Linked DNA regions of Zea mays: region 2 is linked to region 1. Evidence: chromatin contacts called from public Hi-C data. All regions are on one chromosome and are shown on one strand. Each heading gives the region's core, a stretch centred on a gene start, on an enhancer-like site or on the middle of the called end of the contact. The rest is flanking DNA. Distances are from core to core; before and after follow the strand shown. Region 1 has its middle 43 kb from the start of LOC100193088. Region 2 has its middle 8.0 kb from the start of LOC100285834.

Region 1 (7,847 bases), core at 2,429-4,928:
GAGTGACAATTCATAAAATATGTTTGATTCGGAACTATGTCACCGTTCATGTCAAAGACTATGTGTCGAATTATATCGGTGTTTAATTTGGAACTATATGTTGATGTAAAAGACTTGTTGCAACTATTTGAGACTATATGTTTGTGAATGTGAATACTTATGTGAATTGATTTTTGTGAATGTAATTGTGATTGTGAATATGTGGATGTATATGAAATCTGTGTATATATATGAAATCTATGATTTTTCTCTGTAAATGTCAGGAATTTATAAAAAATAGGTTCTTTTGCAAGCGCTGAAATACATCATGTCCGACGGCCTAAGGAAGCCATCGGACATAAAGTTTCATTATGTCCGACGGCCTCGGGAAGCCATCGGACATAAGGTTTCATTATCTCTAACGGTTTCCTTAGGCTGTCGGACATAAACGCTGTGGGTCCCGCCAACGACCGTTAAAAACGTTACCGCGGAAATAAGGCTATTTCCGACCTGTTATGGCCGAGGGATGGGTGTCGTCGGAGATAAGCCTTCGGCCTTATTTCCGACGGCTTAGTGCTTATTGCCGACGACTTTGGCCATCGAAAATGTTATGTTTTACCGTGTAGCGGCACACAACTAATTAACTCTTGTACGTTAGGAGGTCACGGTTCCATTATTTCCAGCTATTTCTGTGTGATCTTGCTTCGGAACACGAAGTGGCGTGTCTCGGTATCTGGTTTATGTATAGCATGTGTAATGCTCTGAACTCTCATGTACCCCGTCGGCTCCAAACACGAATGTCCTGCAGGTTGCATGGAGTTCACCGAGTTGTGTCAAAGGCGTGCAGTATGGATGTGGCGTGAGGAATTTAAAGGTCAAACACTAGCTAGTTTATTACTCGTATATATGTTTTGGCCTTTTCTAAATGTATCATTAGAACTGTAAAAAAATAAAATATCTTAGAGCTAGCTAGTTTGGCAGCCTTATATTATTTTTTACAAGAGATTTCCATTTTCAAAAGGAAAATTAGTTCATTTTCTCTTTAGAAAATGAGAATCCTTGTAATGAAGTTGCCAAACTAGACCATATATAGTGTAGAAATGTTCTAGAGCGGTGGTCGGGGCGATCGCCTCAGGCTCTCGATTTTTAAAGGATCCAACCCTAGATATATATTTATATTGGATAGACTATCGATTTATGGTCTACTAGTTGAGCGGTGAAGTGTTAACAACCACAATGTATTCATATCTCGATCATATCTAAGCATGTTAGAAGAAACTTTTAAGGTATAATATTATAATATATACTTTTTAAATTTATTTGTTATTTGATATGAATATTTTTTTAGATGTACATTGAGTGCTTATATTGGTAACATGCATATATAAAAAAAATTAGAAGAACCTCTATTTTAAAACTTGTTCCGGGCCTCTAAAATCTCAGGACCGTCGCTGCCAGGACCGTAGGTGTTCCTAGGGTTCCGATTAAAGACTAAAAACTGCTGGTTAACGGTAACAGTTATCTGCTCGAAAGAAGATAATAAGAGAACTACTATCATGTACGGGTTGCTTTACATACTAGTGCAGCTTCCGTATAATTTTTCGTACCCAGAGAGAGACTAACCGATTTCTTCTGTACGCTAGATTTTCGAAACCTGGACGATTGGATGGCTACCGTCTGGCGCCGCCTCCCTGATGGATCGGAGGTTAATCAGGTTATTACCAGCGAAGGCGCGCGCTGCATGTTTTTCGCTCCGATATCAAGCGGTTCCCTGACCATCCACAGTCCAGTTCTATCCACGGCCGAACGCGAAACGCGGCGCAGTGTGCTTGTCCAGTGCCTACTACCAGGATAGGCCCGAAGGCTTAATCGGAGGCTTCCCCCCCTGCAGGCGGTTACATAAGGAAGGAGAAGAGCCCGGCCAGCTCCCTCTCTACTCCACGGAAGCTCCTCCACACCATACCGAACCAGCGGATTTCAGCTCATCTCCATCCAGAAGAGGTGAGATCAATCCATCCCTTCCCTTCCCTCACCTACCGCCCCCCTTCCTCCTACCTTATTCCCACACTACTCTCTCTTTCCACCTCGCCGACGGCAATCGATCGAAACCTCGTCGTCGTCGTCCCGCCGGCCGGTATAGTATAGCTCGGGGCTAGCTAGGTTTTCGCCGGGAAAAGCTAGCAGTGCGGCGCGTGAGAGGTCTGAGGCGGCAGTGACGACGAAACCGCGATCCGGCTGCTAGCTATGGATGTTATGCTGCGCGCTGCTGTATATATGCATTCGTGCGTGTTCGTCGTTTCGTTATTGTGGTGGATTGATTTGTTTAATTTTCTTTCGTTGCGCTTCTGTTGTTGTGTGGATTGTTGATTTGTGTTCGTTCGCCCTACAATATTCCCGTCGTCAGCTTCTTCTTGTGCGAGATCCTCGTTTTCCTGCCCCCTCTCTTAATTTCTCTCCGCTCCTATTTTTACTGATCTCTTGTAGACATGGCTCTAGATAGGTACGTACTACTACTACTGAGGTGAGAAGGTAGAGCAGCTCGAGATTTTTTTTTTCTTTTATCCTCTTTTCAGTCGTCGTCGTCGATCGCCGCTGAGTCCGGTATCGGTTCCTTTTTCAGCTCCATTTTTTCCCCCTTTATTTTGCAGAGATGCAGTTGGGATTTCTGGTTCCAGACAGCTAATTAAGTCACCTGTTCCTCATCTGCTGTTCTATCTTTATTTTTTTCATCCGAGGAGCTAGCTAGCCGTCGCAATGCATGCAGCACATGCATCATGGAGATGATTTCTTTCTTTCCTTGCTCGGGCGCTTGATTTCCTCCGTCAGCACCGGACCGCCTACATATATATAGATCGTCCCTTGTTTAGATCATCTCCAACAATATCTCAAGCTGGTGACCCAAATTGAAATATGAAACTCTACTAATGAGAAAACTACTCCAGTGCCTTATTTTACAAAATTTGGTAAACAAATTATAGTGTAGCTAATCAAGTGCCCCAAATATACTAGGTCGTAGTAGGCTGACCTATAACCTAAATTTGAGGCTTTGCTGCCGTAGGGGAAATGATTTGTTGGTGCCCTAAATCCTATAAAATATATTTATTTTTAAATTATAGCGCATTTTTATAGGTCATGGGTATGATCTTATGCAACTTCGTACGCTAGTCATCACCAGGGATCACATCATTCTGCATGCCAACGGATATTTCATTCCTTGTTTTTCGCACTTCACGGATCTCCTCCCGTTTGGAAACGATCCAGTCGTGCATGATCCTTGCCTTATTGCTTGCCGTTTTCGCCCAGGGATTTAAACAGAACGCATGGTATTTTTGTCATCAAGTGTAGTGCTACTAGCTACTAGTACTTTCTACTACTTCAGCAGGGTGCTATGCAACGATAATGCGATCGTCCAAGCTCTTCTTTATTTCCCCAATCCTGCAGGGGTGGCAGTGGTAGCTGCATGCCTGGAGTAGTAGGAGTACACTGCAGGCAGTAGAAGTACTACTAGTTCTTATCTCTGGCCGGCGGGCTTCTGGTTCTCTTTTGGCACAAAAGAGGATACAAAGGCTGCAAGATCCCCTGTCACATCAGTAGTCAGCCAGTACATGGAATTTCCATCTTTTTCTAAACACCGTTTGATGTTTGTACAGTTGTACTGCATTCTCTTTGGTGAGGCCAGCAGCTGCTACCTCCCTCCCTAGCTAGTCCCTACTATAGGCCTATGGCTACTTTCACTGATCCCCCACACCATTGGCATTGCACCAATGTGTTGCCTTCACTGTCTGGTTTAATTCGGTTCTTCTTTTGGGTGCTTTGTAATTGGAAAGATTAATGTTGCACTTGTATAGTACAGTACTTACCTTGCCTATTATTTTATGCTTCCTTTTTTCTACCATCTCAAAAAACTAACTATGCCTTTCTGCTAGTATTTAATTCATTCTATTTATCTTAGGCTGTCTCGTGTGTTTTGCTCACTTTATTTTATTTTTATCCAGGTGACAAAGGAGAAATTAAAGGACTACTGTCAGATCAGACGCATAGGGATAGGGTCGGGGGACCCTTTGAGTTCCAGCAGACTCCTATTTCGGTTACTATTTGCTCGGCGCCTCGATCGAAACAGATACAGCCACCTGCCTGCGCACCAGCACCATCCAGCAGCAGCTAGCACCACAACTCTCGCTCTGATCAGCAACGACGGACCTCATCATGAACTCACGGGCGCTCCAGCTTCAGCTCCAGGCCGCTGAGGCGGCGGCTCCAGTACATGCCGGAGAAGACGGCGAGCCGGAGGCCACCCCGAAGGCTCCGCTGCTGAAGATCCAAGGCCAAGGCAGTGGCCTTGCTCGGTCGATGGGGACAACGACCGGCAACGCTACCAAGTGCCCCGAGTGCCCCAAGTGGTTCCCGTCGTTGAAGGCCATGTGCGGGCACCTTAGGCAACACCCGGATAGGGACTACAGGGGGGCCACCCGTCCGACGCCGGCGACGATCAGCGCCGCCGCGGCCGTGGCCGTGGCTGTGGCTGGAGACAACGAGCCGACCAATAAGGTTCCGCGGAAGGAGTCTGTTGTAGTGGCCATCAACATGGTGGCCGCTGCTGCGTCGGCAGTGCAGAAGCAGCCGTGGGAGGAGGCCGAGACCAAGTGGCCAGCCAAGGCGAAGCGCGGGCGCACGTCCGTGGCACCGATGCAAGCGAGCAGCATCAGCGAGGAGGAGGAGGCTGCGATGGAGGAGGAGGCTGCGATGATCCTATTGGAGATGAGCCGCACGTCGTCCGAAACCCAGCAGCGGCAGCAGCCTGTGGAACCGGTGCGTTCCCCCTACGCCGTCTCTGGCCACCAGATCCAGACGACGTCGGTTGTCGAGGAGCTTATGCAGCAGCAGACTCCGGAGAATGCCCTGGAGCTCAGCGCTGAGTCCCAGACGTCGGTAGCCAAACATGTCACGGACCTGGTGGAAGCTGTTCTTATCATGGTTCCGGCGAACAAGGCCATCTTCCCCAGCCTCAACTCTGGCGCCGGCGACAAGAAGCCCAAGAAGCGCTGGGTCAGGAATCCCGGGCGTACCGCTGCATCGACGACGTCGCCGCCACCTCCGGAAGGCGCCGTCCGAACGCCACCGGCGAGGCGCATACCATCTCCGGCGTCGGGCAAGATGCACACGTGCCCGACGTGCCACAAGTCGTTCTCCACCCATCAAGCCCTAGGCGGCCACATGGCCAGCCACGTCAAGAACAAGACCACCAGCGCGCGGCACGACGACCACGCCGCGGCCCACGCTATGATCAAGCCCGACGTCTTGGCGCATAGCGACCAGAGCGCCGGCAACGGCGACGTCGACATCATCCCCGCCAGCGATGATGGCGCGGGCAAGGGCGGCGCGTTGCAGGAGCGGCAGGACGCCCAGCCGCCACCACCGGCGCGAGCGCCGACGCCGCCGCAGACCTCGGCTCCGCACAAGTGCGACGAGTGCACAAAGACCTTCTCCTCCGGCCAGGCGCTAGGCGGCCACAAGCGGAAGCACTGGTCCCTGGAGAAGCAACAGGCCAGAGCGGCGCTGCCTGCGCCTGCGCCAGTGATTGAGCCTGAGCCTGAGTTGCGGGACTTCGACCTGAATGAGCTGCCCAAGGAGGAGCAATTCCAGGACAACAATCAGCCCTAGCCATCACCATCAAGCACCATCCACCCCACCAGCTAGCATATGCCTGCTTTGAAATCCGCGCTGCCGAAGCAAGCAGTACTTACAGGAGATATCACTACATTTTGTCTTAGTATAGTGTACCGTGTATGTTAGGAGGTCACGGTTCCATTTCCAGTTATGTCTGATGATCTTGCTTGGGAACACGTAGTAGTGTCTCAGTGTCTGGTTATGTACCATGTGAAATGTTCTGAATTCTCATGTTACATTTTGTGTCTTGTGAGTAGTTCACCGAGTTGTGTCAAAGGTACCAACGCGCAACGGCGGATGACGGTCCACGGTGCGCTGGTCCTTTCAACACAGTATAGGGTGTAATTAGTTGCTCGGCTGGTCGCGCCTAGGCCCGCGGTATGTGTTATTAACCGCGTATGCGTATGTGATTGGTAGCCTTCACGGCTTGGACGTAGCCTACATGTGCGGGCCTAACTCAGATATTTTTTTTACATCTCTATCTGCACGCGGGAGACGGGGGAGGGAGGTTCACGGGTCGCCCAGGCTGGTGCGAGCCTAGCTCTCGCGGGCATAGCAACCAACCACGCCCCCTATACACATTTTGATTGGACTGTTGGTTATTTGGAGAATGTTCGGTTTCTCCTTAAAGCCTTATTCGGTTAGAGGTGTGTTGAAGTAGATTAAATCTCTCTATTTGTAATTGAATAGGAAGGGGTTTAATATCTCCCCCAACCCCTCTCAATTCTCTCCTAACCGAACAAAGACTAATTACATATACAACAGCTCTCTATTCCATTTTTTTATCACACCTTTTATTTCAAGCTTCACTCCGTGAACAATGCTATCTATAGTGTGGAACAGTGTTTTTACACGATTATATGTTGCTGAGCACGACCTAATATATCATATTGAATGTTTGAATATCGATTACAAATGATTAAATATGGTCTAATTGTAAAACTAATTAGACTTAGGCCATGTTCCAGACCTATAGAGCTAATATAGAGCTAATTATTAGCCAACTAATAAATTGTTCGTTGTTCTTAGCTGGGTTGAGGCAACTAACAATTAATAGCTATTTGAGGGGTGTAGCTAATAATTAGTTGGAGTCGACCAGTTCTAAACCTCTCAGCTAATTTTAGTAACTACCCGTTAGTTTTGGAAACAAGGCTTTTAATAGAGTTGTCTTATTGTTTAGTTCTCATCAATGTAATTTGTTTTATAATTACACAATACAATAGTCGTAATTGATATATTCAAACCTTTAATGTAACACGCATTTTACTTTAGTCAGTTTACTAAACCCCAAGTTCCTTTATATATAGTATGGCGAGGCTAGCTACTAGCGGTGAAAAAGGAAATATTTTTTTTGTATAAGGATTCATTTTCGAAAATTTACCGAAATTTAGGGTTAAACAGGAACAGTTACTGAAAATATAAAAATTAAATCGGTAGAAAAAATGGAAATGGTTTTCATTTTATTTGGTTCTTTGCTGTCGGTAACGATTTTGGTATTTTTTAGACAAAAATATTAAATCTGAATTGATCTTTATAAATTCATAATAAATTCATCTTAACTTAGAAAAATATAAAACTAATTTTATTATTCTCTAAAATCAAGATCTATTCAATGATATATATCACTACACGACGGTTCACTTACAGCGACCTACAGTTGGTTGCTAAAACGGCCTTCAGCGACCTACGGTTGGTCGCTAAAAACTTTTAGCGACCCATAAGGATGGTCGCTGTAAGTGCCGTCGCTAAAGGCTTTAGCGACCGACATCTTTTTAGCGACCGATCGTCCGTTGCTAATATTATATATTTAGCGACCAACTGTGGGTTGTTGTACTATAGATTTAGCAACCAATCGTGAGTCGTTATACTATACATTTAGCAACCAACAGAAAGTTGCCCCTAGTTATAGTCGTTAATAATGATAATATACCATTAATTAGCATTCAACAACTGTTATATATACAAAAGTATACACATAATCACATAGATATACAAATTTAATTAGTATTGCACAATGATAGATCCACATCACATAAACCATCAACAAGCACCACAACAAAATCATTCACAAAACCTACACATGTTATTATGTTTTGCACATATTTGCAAACACTTTACAAAATCATTCACAAAAGTACTAACGCTTCAAGTGATTCGCAAAAGCCTTCTCCTCCAAATCTTTAGATTTAAGATCAGTCACT
Region 2 (7,847 bases), core at 3,785-6,284, 310 kb before region 1:
CTTAACCCGTTCTTGAAAACCCTCCCGCTGAAGCCAAAGTAATTCAAACTTAAACAGTTTGTTACTTCCAAAGAGGGCAGGAGTTCCAGTGTCAAGAAGCAAAGGTGAATGATCAGAAACCCCTCTGTCCAGCGCATGAACCGAGACCAGAGGGTATTTAAATTCCCAATCAGTCGTCAAAAGGACTCTATCTAACTTTTCATAGGTCGGGTTAGGGAGAGAGTTTGCCCAGGTGTATTGTCTTCCTGTTAAGGCTATTTCTCTTAAATCAAAGCTATAAATCACAGCATTGAAAAGAAACGGCCAACGATTATTGAACCTATCATTATTTTTCTCCCTGCTGTTTCGCAAGATATTAAAATCCCCACCAATGAGGGAAGGTAGAGGGTTATGCTGACAAGCTCGAACAAGCTCCGCAAGGAAAGCAGACTTAAATTCATCTTGAGCTGGGCCATACACAGCCATCAGTGACCATTTAAATTTATCTGTTCTATTGCATATATGAAACTTAATATGAAATTCTCCTTCATGAATAAGGGAAACATCAAACACCTTTGCTCTTACACCCAAAAGGATGCCTCCACATCTACCTTTCGGAGGGAGGTAATGCCAAATGAACTCCACACTACCGGACAGACGTGCCAGATTTGATTTTGACATGTCCTGCTTTCCTGTCTCCATTATCGCACAGAAATCGAGATTGGAGTCTCGCACGGCATCCGAGATGTAACGATATTTAGCCAAGTCTGATAGACCTCTGCTATTCCAGAAAATGCCTTTCATTGAGATACTTTTTTTTTTGTTTTTGATTTGTTACCTCCAGGTTTTTTGGAGTGCTTTTTTGATTTCCGTGTAGAGGCCCTAAGTTCACAAATTTTTGTGTCTAGGTCTACATCATCAAAATCCACTTCCGCTACATCCTTAATAAGGAGGTCTAAAACATCGACATTTATTTTATCTGTCTCATCATCGCTACCATTACCAGGCAAGCCCAAATTGCTATCTTCCCCACTAAGGGAATCTGACGTGCATACTGATTTATTAATCGAAGTCATCCTGTCTAATTCCATTTTTTTCAAAATATTAATTGACATATTAACAGCAGCCTCGCTAGATCCCAATTTAAAACCTAACTTCTCAAGTCTATTGGCACAAATGGAATCTGCTAAAGAGCTAATAGCAGTAATATTTGGGTTTTTCATACCTGACAAAATCTGCGTAGCCTGTGAGTTATCAGCTGGTAGTAGAAAACGACCAGCTAGCTATTTTCCACATAAATCCCCATCCAAATTGCGCCTAGAAGCCCTTTTCATAGCCTTTAGAGTCGCATCCTCATCTGCCCGGGGAAGACCATTAGCATCTAAAACATTGGAACGAGTACTTCTTCTAATGAACAGACCATTGTGAAGGGGATAAAATTTTGAACCTGTTCCAGAAGAGCACAGTGAACCAACAAAGTCATCATCACATGCATCCCTTGCTTCCTGAGTGTCCTGCACCAGGGAACCAAACATTCCCTGAGAAACAATAGGCATCAGCATTTTATTCTGCATGGATGGAGACAAATAGACAGGTTCATATGAGATGTCATTAGTTACCTTTCTCAGATCAGTGTTATTCAAAGTAGAGTTTCCCATAGTCACGCACAAGTCAATCTGAGCGGTAACAGGAGTCAGCAATGTACCTGCTCCCACCTCACAAACTGGGTTATGAACCCCTGAATATTTTGACGAGTGATCTGCAGCGTCAGTTGAGCCATCAGAGCTGAACAAACTACAGAAAGGGCCATGTAGAGACGTTGTGAGGGGAAGAGCAGCAGCATCAAGCATAGGTACAACATTTCCCCCACTATCTCCCCCACCCGATGAAGCACCAGACCCACCAACACTCCATCCATTTCTTTGTTTCTTCTTTGCATGACCTGGGTTTTTGTCATCTTGGTCATCTCCAATATCCCCGCCACCATCGCCATCCCATCGTGGGACATCTGTGAACACCACAGGGTCTGCAGGGGTGAATTTCTCATCTTCCAAAACAAAAGTGATCTCATATCCTTTAGTGCCAAAGACAATGTCAGTGGTAAGGGGGAGAGGATCTCTGTTCATCATTCCAACAAGCACTCTAATCACTCCCATTTTTCTATATGTATACATATCCACATCCAAGGTCGCTCCAATCACCGAGCCTAGAGCCCAAAAACCTAGGTAATGTCTCCAAGCATGGGGAACCCCCTTGATATGGACCCATACCTCATCAAGCTGGTAACTAGGATCAGCATCACTAGCATCTTTCCATTCCGAGATAGTGAGAGTCACACCATGATTTTTAAGGGTGAAGTCCACATCAACCATTCTCTGTAATTCCTCAACCGAAGGGAAAACCACCAAGAAGGATTCCTCACTATGGGGCAAAGCTTCCCAAGTCCAGTCCTTAGTAATGAAACGAGCCAGTTCCGTCTGCACTGCCGCAGGCGTAAGTTTTCCCCCAGTTACTTTGATGAGGGCAGTCGGGGCTGGATCCGGTGTTTCTAACTTATAATCAAATTCTGGTATGCGAAAGAAACCCAAATCATTATTTCCAAAGCCAAAAAAGGAAGCATCCGGCCTAGGAAATTTCAGAAGAGGACACTTGGCTACCACATGCGAGTTCTTCTTATTGCAGACCACACAGTCTAAAATTGCTTTGCAATCCTCATTCATATGGCCACTCAACTTGCATCGAAAACAGAAAGGATTCTTTGGTTTCTTGGCCTTAGAAATTGTACCTGGATCCAAAGATGTTGAGAGAGGCTTAGCCGTGGTCCTTACCACCTCTGCAGTCCCAACAGGAAGCTCATCCCCAGGCGCCATTTCATGGCTAGCCGTAAAACCTTCCACCCTCCTCTGGTAACGAGGCTGTGGAGGGAAGCGTCCTCCTCGTCCAGCTAGGCCACGGCCAGGCATCCCTTGATTGCCCCGGCCATGACAAGCACCACGCCCAGCGCCTCGACGATGCAAAAATGCGCCATCTCCATGCCCGTGCCGCGAGGGTGCCTGCCCCCGCCATCCACCTCCTTGCATGGGTGCCGCCATAGTCGGATTTCTGTTACCCGAAGGCACAGGCCGGTGGTCAGAGTCCCCTGCCCGATTAATAGGAGGTGGTGGTCTAGCGGCCATCTCTGCATACGAAGGAGATCGCGTATTGCACAAGTTCCCTGGGCAAGAGACCGGCTTAAGAAGGGAGAACCTCCCGTCAACCTTACTCTGACTGCCTCGTAGCAAACAGGATCTCGGCCTTCCAAACGCCTTAGCCTTCTTAATTAGATCGGCAGTGGAAGGACCCGAGGCAGTTTTTTGTAAATCACGCTCTGAGTAAACTTCACGGCCGCACCTTGGGAAAGACCCGTGCGCCGTCGCGGAGGGCGCCACATCCAGCAAAGGAGTCCCCGCCATTACTGCGGTGTTCTCTCTCAAGATTGGTTTGTGGGACAAATTTGAATTAGGAGGCAGGAAAGCTTCCAGTGTCACATCCCGCATCGGTCGTGGCTTTGGCAACGGTCCACGCCAAGGCCGCATCGAAACTGTCCGACGCGGAAAGGGCATGCCAAAGGCCACGCGCCCCACCTGACGGCCATTAGCCCCAGACCGTAATGGAACATTATGGATTGGCTTTGTCTCCGTATTCACAATGACATTACCGGCAGGAAATTCGAATTGTTTTGCTGGATGCCCAGCCAAAACACCAGATTCCTTCCGCGTAGATGACTGAATAGCAGAAACAGATTGATTTCCTTGTTCCAAACCACGTGACTCAGAATCAAGATCTTCATCAAGATGAGATTCATGGCTAGAACACAGATCAGATAAAACCGGAGGGGTGAACTGAGAAGAACTACTTCCAGCATCCCAGCCGAGATTGCTTAGAGATGACGTATTCCCCCCCAAATCGCAGAAAAGATCAGGGTCAAGGAGAACACTTATCTTGCATTTCGCCCGCTCCGTGGTGACCGCCATGGATCTCATCAGCTCCAAAGCTTACACGAGAGCATCTCCGAGAGCCCAGATGTGCGTGAGGAGCTCTCCGGGCGGCTCCCTTCCGGCTTCCGCAGCGCCAGCACACCCCGGCCCGCCGTCCTGTCGTCCTCCTACGCGCGCTTGGAGAGTACTACGGGCGTGTTTGGATTACTGCCGCTAACACCACGCCACGCCACACGCCGCGCGCCGCAGTTGTGGCGGCCGAATCGGCCGCCGCACCTTAGGCGGGGTGTGGCACTGGACGTCAGCCTCCAAACAGGCCCTACATAATCGATCGATCGACTATAGAGCTTCTCTTGAATTACTCCAAGGTAACTATTATATACCGGTAGAAGTTCTTACTCTCAATGTATAAAATTGGAACAAAAATAACCAAAGGATGCATGCGTAGCAAGCAAAGCAGAATTAAAGATGGTATAAGGCTGGTCAGTTTGTTTTACCTCCACGGTTTGAGCTTGTCAGTGCGCGTCTATACGCCTAATTTTTGAAAACCCAGCCTCTAATAACATATCAGGCCCTGTTTGGAACTATAGTATTTTTGCAGTTTTGAAACAATACTATAGTATTTGATGATACTATAGTATTGGAGCTCAAAAGGTGTTTGGTTTGTACAGTCAAAACTCAGTTTTAAATACTATGGTTTGCCCAAAACTGTGTTATTTTTGGAGTTTTCGAAACTCCACTCAGGACCTCAGTTTTCTTCTCTTCTCTCTACATATACTTTGTTTTTCCAATAAAACCAAAAAGATCTCGGTTTTGAGCAATACTGTAGTTTTACTGTGGTCAAACAATACCGTAGTATTTATGTTATGTACAATTGTAAACTATAGTATCTCAAAACTATAGTATTTCAAAACTGCATTCCCAAACAGTAGTGATTAGTTTGTTTCACTTGCTTCCGTACGCCTGAATTTCCAGAACCCGGGCTAGCTTCCCAATCGGACGGTACCCACCACGTACCCCAGCCACTATCTGCGGCGGCGCTGCTGCGTGCCACGCGCTTTCCCGCATAGCGCCTTCTCAGTCTGGGACGCGAGAAGAGATGGCAGTGCTAGGATGGGCCCCACTGCCGCGAGTTGAGGTGAGGGAGCGAAGGCTGATAGGTGCGTGCGTGCGTGCGTGACTCTCTCTCCCAACACCAACACATCTGCTTCCTCTTCCTCCTGCCTGGCCGTTACAAAAAGGAAGGACAAGAGCCCAGGCCAGCTCCCTCTACTACTCTACTCCACGCCTGCCTCCTGCAGCCCTCCACACCATACCACCCGCGCGCGGATTTCAGCTCATCTCCGAAAGAGGTGAGACCGATCGATCCCACCTTCTCTCGCCCACCGCCTCCTCCTTCCTCCCTCTCGATCTCTTTCCACCTCCCCGACGACAAACCCTCGTCGTCCGTCCTGCCGGTAGCGCGCTGGGGCTAGCTAGGTTTTCGCTGGGACGAAGCTATAGTGCGGCGCGCGCGTGATGTGTCTGTCTGGTGCGGCGCTTGATGATGGAACCGCGCTCCGGCTGCTAGGTATATATGGTTGTTATATATCCTGCGCTGCTGTATGCACGCGGTTCGTTTCGTTGTGCGGATTTGATTTGTTTTCGTTCGCCCTATATTCCTCTCAGCTTCTAGCTAGCTATGGTTCGTTGCGCGCTGCGTGGATTGTTCGTTTGTGTTCATTCTCCCTGTATTCCTGACTCCTGTCGTCAGCTCCTTGTGCTGCGCGCGTGGGGGCCGGTAATTGATCAAGTTCTTCGGATTTGGGCGAGATTATCGTTTTCGTTTTCCTGCCTCTCCCTCCGCTCCTGTTTTTCTAATCTCGTGTACCCATGCTCTAGATACGTACTACAGTTACTGCTATTGAGGTGAGAAAGTAGTAGAGCAGCGCGAGATTTTTTTTTATCCTCTTTTTTTCCTCTTTATTTAACCAGATGCAGTGCAGATGGCATTTCTGGTTCCACACAGTCACCACACCAGCTCCTCATCTGCTGTTCTATCTTTATGTTCATCTGAGCTAGCCGTCGCAACTCGCAATATGCTGGCGCGCGCTGGATCTGTTTCCGCCATCAGTATGGAGCTAGGACGATTTATTTCTTTCCTTGCTCGCGCTTGATTTCCATCAGTCTGCTGGCGCTAGATATATGCATGCGCCGCCCGGTTAATTAGTCGGTTACTTTCCTTCAGTACTGTCGCCTACGACATCTACGGCTTCCATGTTAGTCGGATATTTGTTTCCTCTTGTTTTCACAGATCGATCTACTCCCGTTTGGAAACGATCTAGCTAGTCGCGTGCATGATCCTTCCCTTGCTTGCCGTTTTCGCCCCGGAATTTAAACAGAAAACATGATATTTTGTAAGTCATGTAGTGCTAGTACTAGTGCTTTCTATTACTTCAGCAATAATGCGATCGTCCAGCTTTCTTCTCTTGCGCAAACTGAAAAACAACAGTTGTTTTGCTTTCCACAATATCCTGCAGGGGAGTAGCAGCTAGGAGTACATAGACTTCAGGTATTAGGAGTAGTAGTGTACTGCTAGTTCTTATCTCTGGGCTTCTGGTACTCTTTTGGCACAAAAGAGGATACAAAGGCTGCAAAGATCTCCTGTCACCACAGTAGTTCAGTACATGGAATTTCCCTCTTACTTTTCTAAATATCGTTTGACGTTTGTACTGCATTCTATCAGCCATTTCACTGATCCCCACACCATTGCACCAATGTGTTTGCCTTCACTGTCTCGCTGTGCACTGGGGTTTAATTCGGTTCTTCTTTTGGGTGCTTTGTAAATGGAAAGATTAATGTTGCACTTGTATAGTTGTATAGTACTTACCTTGCCTATTATTTTATGCTTAGGGAATGTTTGAATGTACTAGAGCTAATAGTTAATGACTAAAATTAGTTGAGACATCCAAACACCCTAGCTAATAGTTCAGCTATTAGCTATTTTTAGTAATTAGTTAATAATTAGGTAGCTATTTGTTAGCTAGCTAATTCCACTAACAATTTTTAGCCAACTTACTATTAGTTTTAGTGCATTTAAACATTCTCTTAGTTTTCTAACCATCTAAAAAACCAACTACACCTTTCTGCTAGTATTTTAATCCATTCTATTTATCTTAGGGGTGTTTGAATACATTAGAGCTAATAGTTAGTTGACTAAAAAATACTAGTGGAATTAGCTAACTAATAATAGCTAGCTAAATATTAACGAATTTACTAAAAATAGTTAATAGTTGAACTATTAGCTAGAGTGGTGTTTGAATGTCTCTAGCTAATTTGAACAACTAAATATTAGCTCTAGTACATTCAAATACCCCGTTAATCCGTCGTCTCATGTGTTTCACTCACTTTATTTTCTTCTCCAGGTGACAAAGGAGAAAGGACTACTCTCAGATCATAAGGAAGGTCGGCTCGATCGGCGCCTCGACCGAAACAGATACCCAGCAGCAGCACCGCAACTCCTCTCGCTCTGCTCAGCAACGGTGGACCCCATCATGAACTCCCAGCTCCAGCTCCAGGCCTATGAGGCCGCGGGGGCGGTTCGAGTCCATCCCGCAGAAGACGGCCAGACGGAGGCCACCCCGCAGGCTCCGCTGCGGAAGATCCAAGGCCAAGGTACGGCTGACGATCTGCCGCGGCGCCAAGGCAGTGGCCTTGCTCCGTCGATGGGGACAACCGGCAACACCTATGCTAAGTGCCCCGAGTGCCATAAGTGGTTCACGTCGTTGAAGGCCATGTTCGGGCACCTTAGGAAACACCCGGATAGGGGCTACAAGGGGGCCACCCGTCCCACGCCGGCGACGATCAGCGCCGCCGCGGCCGTGGCTGGAGACAACGAGCCGACCAAGAAGG

What was found. Hi-C and Micro-C count contacts between places; a contact is called where the count stands out from the background.
Region 2: a contact with region 1 is called in a Hi-C map of ear, with 2.0 times the contacts expected there. The contact joins two enhancer-like sites. A contact is called at or near these places in 3 of 25 Hi-C or Micro-C datasets (ear, leaf and root tip).

What each region holds. Positions count from the first base shown.
Region 1 is chr2:40,615,047-40,622,893 of Zm-B73-REFERENCE-NAM-5.0, reverse strand. No RefSeq gene overlaps it. Among protein-coding and RNA genes, the nearest start is that of LOC100193088, 43 kb to the right of the region's middle. Within about 2 kb of position 3,678, at least 3 of the 20 cell types and tissues checked have an H3K27ac peak or open chromatin away from gene starts, as enhancers often do. A contact at or near this core is called in ear, where this site is marked.
Region 2 is chr2:40,922,053-40,929,899 of Zm-B73-REFERENCE-NAM-5.0, reverse strand. No RefSeq gene overlaps it. Among protein-coding and RNA genes, the nearest start is that of LOC100285834, 8.0 kb to the left of the region's middle. Within about 2 kb of position 5,034, at least 11 of the 20 cell types and tissues checked have an H3K27ac peak or open chromatin away from gene starts, as enhancers often do. A contact at or near this core is called in ear, where this site is marked.